Linked DNA regions of Mus musculus: region 1 is linked to region 2. The links are chromatin contacts, called in public Hi-C maps. All regions are on one chromosome and are shown on one strand. Each heading gives the region's core, a stretch centred on a gene start, on an enhancer-like site or on the middle of the called end of the contact. The rest is flanking DNA. Distances are from core to core; before and after follow the strand shown. Region 1 holds the start of 4831407H17Rik (RIKEN cDNA 4831407H17 gene). Region 2 has its middle 18 kb from the start of Cacna1d.

Region 1 (3,178 bases), core at 221-2,720, 87 kb after region 2:
ATGCAAATAGAAGGCTGCTACCATTCCACACAGTGTACAGTCAGCCAGTGTACATCAAGCAGAGACGAACCAATTGACTAGGAACACAACAGGGCACAAAATGAAGCCCTTGTACTCATAAGGTCTGCAGGCAAGTGGGGAAGGATTTCAATAAAACAAACATGTGTGCAAATGTGTATACATGTAGATGCATTATGTACACATATGTGTGTGTACCTGTGTATGCATCTATATGTGTGTGTGTGTGTGTGTGTGTGTGTGTGTGTGAAAACAGTTAAAGGAACAGAAAGTTGTATTGAGAATATGGAAGAAAAGTTGAAAGCAAGTTGCAATTATGAACAGTGCATGTCAGGTACAGATATAGCTCATTTGACCATGTTACCTAGCATGCCCAAAGCCCTGAGTTCAGTTTTCCTGTATCTCATAAACTAGGTATGTGATATACACCTGTAACTCTAGCACACGGGAGGTGAAGTCAGGAGGATCAGAGGTTCAAGGTCATTCTTGGGCATGTAGCAACTTAGAGACCAGTCTGGAATACATAAGACACTGACTCTAATTAATCAGTGAGAGTGGAGTTGCACTTGATTAACTAAGTCACATATAAACAAAGAACTGAACAACAGGGACAAGAGGCATGTGGAGAAGAGCACTCTAAGCAGGACAGTAAGTGCAGACTGTGAGGTGTGTCTCTGAGATGAGTGAGGAGGTCACTGGGGCTGACTCAGGTCATCAAGGCAGAGACTAGCGGGATGGGTCTGACGGCGTGAGAGCAAAGCGTTGCTCGCAGGATGGACAATGTGTGCGCTTTGGCTTTTATTCTGAGCAATGTGGTGATCTACTGAATGATTCTTAGCAAAGAACGCCATGACTTAACTTGTCTTAAAACAATCTCTAAAGCTAAGTATGTCCATAGAGGTGGTGGCAGAAACTCCCGTCAGCTGTTTATACATTACCCAATGGGCTAGGGAGACGGTTCGATGGATAAGCACGCTGGCTATGGAGACAAGAAAATCTGAATTTGAATCCCTAGCACCCACATAAAAGCTGGCACAGCCATGCCTGTAACTCTAGCACGGGGGCGGGGAGGAGGAAGGGTGGGCAGAGACCGACAGGCTGATCCTGGGAACTCACTGGCCAGCCAGAGTAGCTGAAACAGCAAGCCTTCCTTAGGTTCAGTGAGAGACTTTGTCTCAAAAAATAACCTGGTTGGCCATAGAGTAAGACACCTGAATCCTTCTCCAGCCTGTCTAAATACACACACACACACACACACACACACACACACACACACACACCTTTATATACACTACATCCACACAACACACATGAAAACAGATAGGCTTCCCTAAGCACAAAAAGCATCAAGGAACAAAATGAGGAACTAGGTTCTGAGTGCATTTTGGAAGAAGAGCCAGCAGAATGTGACATAGATGCAATGCAGGGAGTGGGGGTGTGAGGAAGTGAGGCATGGCTGCTAAGTTTCTGAGCCGAGCAACTAGAGAAGCAGCTGTGGGTGGAAGACATTGGAGGCAGGGGGTGACCCCCAAGGTCAGTTCTGGGCATGCTGACTGTGCAGTGCATGTTGGGAAACAGAGAGGAGATGAACAAAAAGTTCTGGAAGTAGAGGGAAAGTCCTTGCTAGGGGTATAAATTTAGGAGTTGATGACGTCATTTCCTGGCTAAGCTCAAGTGTAGGAGTTAATGGCAATGTACAGCATTTAAATCTACAAGCCTGGGGGTGCCTGGGGAGTGCTGGGGAAAAGAGATCCCTCAGCTGAGGGGTAAAGGCTCCCCAACATTAAGAGGATCAGAAGAGAAGGAGGAGGCATGGAAAAAACTGAGAGCTGTACCCCAAGACAGGAGGCATAGGAAAGAGAGGGTGCTCAGAAAGGCAGAAGAAGGAAGTGGGGGCTGTCCCTGATAAAGATGGGAGCTCAAGGTCGTGTGCATAGTGCTGTCATTACAGAGATGTCAGGGGTGGGCAGATGCAAGCAGGTGGCAGTGGATCGATGGCTTCGGGAGCTAGGGCTGAGCACTGGAGTAACACGCAGTGAATCTGGCATATCCTTTGGAGATTAGGAAAATATTCTGGGATTAGAAATTGCTGATGTATCCACAGATTTATGAATGAATGAATGAAAAACCTAGCTGGATGTGGTGGTTCGTCCCTATGAGCCCAACACTCAGGAGGACCATAAAGTTAAGGCTAGCCTGGGCTACAGAAAGAAACCTGTCTCAAAAAAGAAAAAGAAAAAATACTAAGTTGCACGCTTTAGAAAAGTGAGTCTCATGGGACATAAATTAGACCTCTTTTTTAATATGCAAAACAGTGAAGCCTCTGGCTTGACCATGGGATGTAGCTATGTGGATAGCAATGGCAAGAGCTGCTAGTGGTCACTAGCTTGATGAGAAGGAGGGGAGGAGAATGGTGACCTCAGAGCACAGATGTTAACATAACAGCTGGGGTGTAACAACACACGCCTGCTATGCTGAAATGTGTTCCCGGAGGCTTGCAAAAAAGGAGCTCATATCAAACTCACTATTTTGAGACTGGTAAATAAGGGGAGGAAATTATCTTGAGGTTGATAGAGAGATAGAGGAGAGCCATTGGAGAGAGAAAACTTCAGCAAAGAAAACAGTACAAGACAGCCCAGAGATGGGACAAAAGGAGACCTTTGGGAAAGGGGAATTTTCTGGACCAATGCTCTAGTGTGAGCATCAGACAGCTCCCTCAAGCACAGCCAACAGTATGATCTCCCAACAATATTATGCCAGAGAAAGGGATTTCTTAGCAGAGAAAACCTGTCACCTAGTTTGCTACATTCAAGGGATGCCAAGACTCATATGAACCTGCAGTACTTCCCGTGCCTAGGGACTCAGCCTTGAAAAGATTGCTTTCTCTGGGCCATGATTACTCTTTACCAATAACATCTCCACTTCACCTAAAATAATCTACCACAAGGGCCTTTCTGTGATCTTGAAAAACTATGTTTAGCTTTTTAAAGAGGAAATAATACTGAAATCAAAGTCCATAACCCCATTGCCCAGACACCGTTTCTCTTCTCAATAGACATAGTGTAATAAGTAGAAACCTCCCCTACCATGCAGTTTTATTCTCTATAGATAACCACAGCTCTTTATCTTTGAAGCAAAAAAAAAAAAATACACCTCTTAT
Region 2 (3,680 bases), core at 156-2,655:
GTAAGGGAATGGGGATAAACTATGAAACCAGAGAGCAGAGCTGAGAGGGGAAGAAGAGGTACTGAGAAGGTGGGGACAGGCAAAAGTCAGATCCAGCCTGAAAGAGGAAAGGGGGTTCCAGGGTGGGTCAGAGGAGCAGAAGAAAAACATCAAAAACAATTTGGCTTGAAGAATGCAACATTGAGACCTACCTCTGTGTAAGCCAATAAATAATCATTTAAAATGTTAACGATGTCACTTTTCCTAAAGCCAAGCACAGCCTCCACTCTTCCGGTCTTGCCCACGAATGTCTGCTTGTCATTTTCCCAGTAGGAGCTACACATTACTGAGAAAACACCAACAGTGGCTACGATCCTTCAAGGAAACTGGCTAAGTAGAAGCCAAAAGGAAGACAGCAATACTGCAAGTCTTAGCCGTGAAGTCAACCCCTGCAGGAATGCTGTGTCCTCTCAGAGGTCTCTGTGCACCGGGAACTCCACGGCTTCCCAAGGCTCTATTGATGTGGCTCCTACATCACATCAGACAAGCCACCAAAGAGACCCTGGGCGGTGCACAGACTGCAAGAGACTTCATGTTTTAAAGGACACAATGAGGATTTTTCCCAATTCTCTTCCTAGAAAATTATTCTAAAAATACTAAGTGAGGCAGAGGAATCTGTCCTCCGCAGGCAGCCAGGCAGAGGCTCTCTTCCACACTGGGAAGATTTTCCCCACTTCTCTTCCTAGAAATTTTTCTAAAAATAATGTAAACATAGAACCAATCTTGGGTGGAAGAAGGCAGCCCCAGGGGGTACATCTACAATGCAATACCTGCACTTAAGGCTCTATGAACATCTCAAAAGAGAAGGCAGAGAGTTATAAGAGCCGTGGTAACAGGGATGCTGTGAGATTGTAGGGGGTGAAGGGAAATTCAGTATGATTCAGTATGGCTGCCTAAACAAGACCTGAACAGTAACAATATCAATAACATGCTAATGCAGAAGAAGGAAATCTCATAAGGTCCCACCCTGAGACAAGGGACAATAAGCCACTAATGACAGCAGAAAGAAGGAGAATTAGCCTCTCCCAGGTATAAGGAAAACCCCCTATTAGTTATCCAAAACAAAGTGGTGCGCATGAAATCACATATATATACACAAGCCATATTAAACAGACTCTGTGGTTGTGTGTGTGTGTGTGTGTGTGTGTGTGTGTGTGTGTGTGTATGATAATTTTTAAAAGGAAGTCATCAATTTGAGATGGAATGAAGGGATATGGGAAGACTTAGGCTATGGTGATTTGAATAGGCTTGACGCCCACAGATTCATATGTTTGAATGTTTGGTCATAGGAGTGGCAATAATTAGGAGACATGGCCATGTTAGAGGAAGCATGGCTCTGCTGGAGGAAGTATGTCACTGTGTAGGCAGGCTTTGAGGTCTCCTGGCTCAGGCCAGTGTGGAAGAAAGCCTCCTGCTGCTGCCTGCAGAGGACAGTCTCCCCCTAGCTGCCTTTGAATCAAGATGTAGAACTCTCAGCTTCTTCTCTTGCCGTATATGCCTGGATGGTGCCATGCTCTTGCCATGATGATAATGGTCTGAACCTCTGAAACTGTAAGCCAGCCCCAATTAAATATTTGTCTTTAAAAGAGCTGCCTTAGTCATGGTGTCTGTTCACAGCAATGAAACCCTAACTAAGACAAAAGGAAAGGAGAGAAGCAATATAATTTTTTAACGTTAGAGAAAAAAAGGAAGAAGAAAAGCACACAACTGCAAGGCAGCGGAAGGCAAGGCCTTAGTGCCTTCAAGAGATCCTGACAGGAAGCAAACCAACCCAACCTAGCTCAATGGAAAAACTACAGAGTGGCAGGCGCCAGGGCACTTGCTCCTGTTAAATCTATAGTTAAGGTTCCCCTGGAATAGCTTGGAAAATGTATTTCTCCTCCAGAGAAAAACTACAAAATCATGACAAAATGTCTAAACTGTGTAAAATAATTGGAAGTTGGTCAAAACCAGACATAAGATGAGAGACACAAGTTTTTAAAAACTGGGATCTGGGGTTGGAGAACTGGCTCCACAGTTAAGATCACTGATTGCTTTCCCAGAGGGCCATGGTTCAACTCCCATCTCCCATGTGAGTAACTCACAGTCCTCTGTAATCCTAGTTCCAGAGGATCTGAAATCATCTTTTGAACTCTGTTGGCACCAGGTATGCACATGGCACACAAACATGGTAGACAAGCTCACATGCAAGCAAAACCTTTACACAAAGAGATAGATAGACAAATAGACAGACAGACAGACAGGTTGATTTTAAAACCTAAAATGGAGTGTAGGCTAGTGGAAAGGCTGGGGAACTGCAAAAAAGATAGTAGAAAGGATCTCACAAAAAGTATTATACTAAGAAATTATCTGAATACAAGTGGTACCCAAATTCCTGGTTGACACCATACCAGGACCCCATGAAGAAAACCCCAGAACAGGCAACAGAAATGACAGCTAGGAACTGAAAGAACTTGGGGGTGGGTGGGGGGATTTCTATTGCTGCTTAGCTGGCGTGAAAATGTCTGAGTCTGAGTCAAGTTAGATACACAAACATGAAAAAACAAGAAACAATTCTTTTTGGCTAAAAGTAAGAGGTAAATAAAGGTCTTTTTCGTATAAATGAAAACCAACAGAACTCCTACCATTAAAAAGGTCAGAAGACTAAGTTTTTCAAGAAAAAGTAAAGTGTTTTAGAAACTAGACAGAAACTTGAATCTTTGGAGGTGAGCACCGGAAATGGTAAGTATGTATTCAAATGTAGACTACTATACATTTTCTTCTTCTCTTGATTGCTTTAACAAAGGCATGGCTGTCACATGCTGATGTGATAAAAACCATGTTATAGACTCTAGCCAGGGAAGCAGGTTGGCTACCTACAGCTCTTCACCTCTTCCTCCTATCCCCCAAATCCAGTCCACTGGCCTCATCCCCAGTTCTGAATCAGCTCTGGCTCCCCCTTCTTCCCCTCCACACTTCCTTTCCCCAACCCCCAACTCCAACAGGAATCCCCTGGGAACCTGAAGCCTCCCCCACCCCCGCAGCCAGGGAAGCAGCTATCCTAACTAAAGATGGTCACCTCTCCTCTAAACCCAACCCCTCCCCACCCAATACACACACACACACACACACACACACACACACACACACACACCATCTCACCCCAAACTTTGTAGCAGATCACTTGCTGTGATTTCCCCTGCTCTCTGGCCCCCTCTGCTGCAGATTACTCAGATCAAATCCTCCAACCTTCCTTTCCACTAGCCCTGTTGTTCCAACCCCCAATTCCAGCAGGCATTCCCTAGGAACCCACTGGCCAAGCCTGCCAGAGAAGCAAGGAGGACACCAAAGCAGGTAGATGAGCTTCAGATCTTCCCTCTCCCTCCTCCCCTCCACACCCAATCCCCCAGTTTCATTCCCAGCCCTGTAGCAGACTCTGTTTTGTGACCTCTCCTCACTCTCTGCTCTCATTCCCAGGGAACTAAGCAGATCCTGGCAGAACACTATGGTTTCTTCCTTTCTGGGGACCCTTCCCTTCAGCCCATCCCTACTCCTAAGTGTCAGTTCCTAATACATAGAAACAGATTTTACCCAGAACTTCCAGTGGCTACATTAAGCACCCAACAAAGACAAGATCAGATAACAGCACTTAGAATTACAAA

The links. Hi-C and Micro-C count contacts between places; a contact is called where the count stands out from the background.
Region 1: a contact with region 2 is called in a Hi-C map of bone marrow-derived macrophages, with 3 times the contacts expected there. The contact joins the promoter of 4831407H17Rik here to the enhancer-like site in region 2. A contact is called at or near these places in 1 of 15 datasets of contacts at CTCF or cohesin (pro-B cells), 31 of 484 Hi-C or Micro-C datasets (B cells, the BV-2 cell line, the HL-1 cell line and 19 more) and 4 of 115 datasets of contacts at active chromatin or transcription factors (bone marrow-derived dendritic cells, bone marrow-derived macrophages, embryonic stem cells and 1 more).

The regions. Positions count from the first base shown.
Region 1 is chr14:30,456,566-30,459,743 of GRCm38.p6, forward strand. 4831407H17Rik (RIKEN cDNA 4831407H17 gene) reads left to right here and starts at 1,471. Exons shown (of 4, transcript NR_131095.1): 1 at 1,471-1,551. It also overlaps a transcript of Cacna1d not described here.
Region 2 is chr14:30,369,841-30,373,520 of GRCm38.p6, forward strand. It overlaps a transcript of Cacna1d not described here. Among named protein-coding and RNA genes, the nearest start is that of Cacna1d, 18 kb to the left of the region's middle. Within about 2 kb of position 1,406, at least 3 of the 459 cell types and tissues checked have an H3K27ac peak or open chromatin away from gene starts, as enhancers often do. A contact at or near this core is called in bone marrow-derived macrophages, where this site is marked.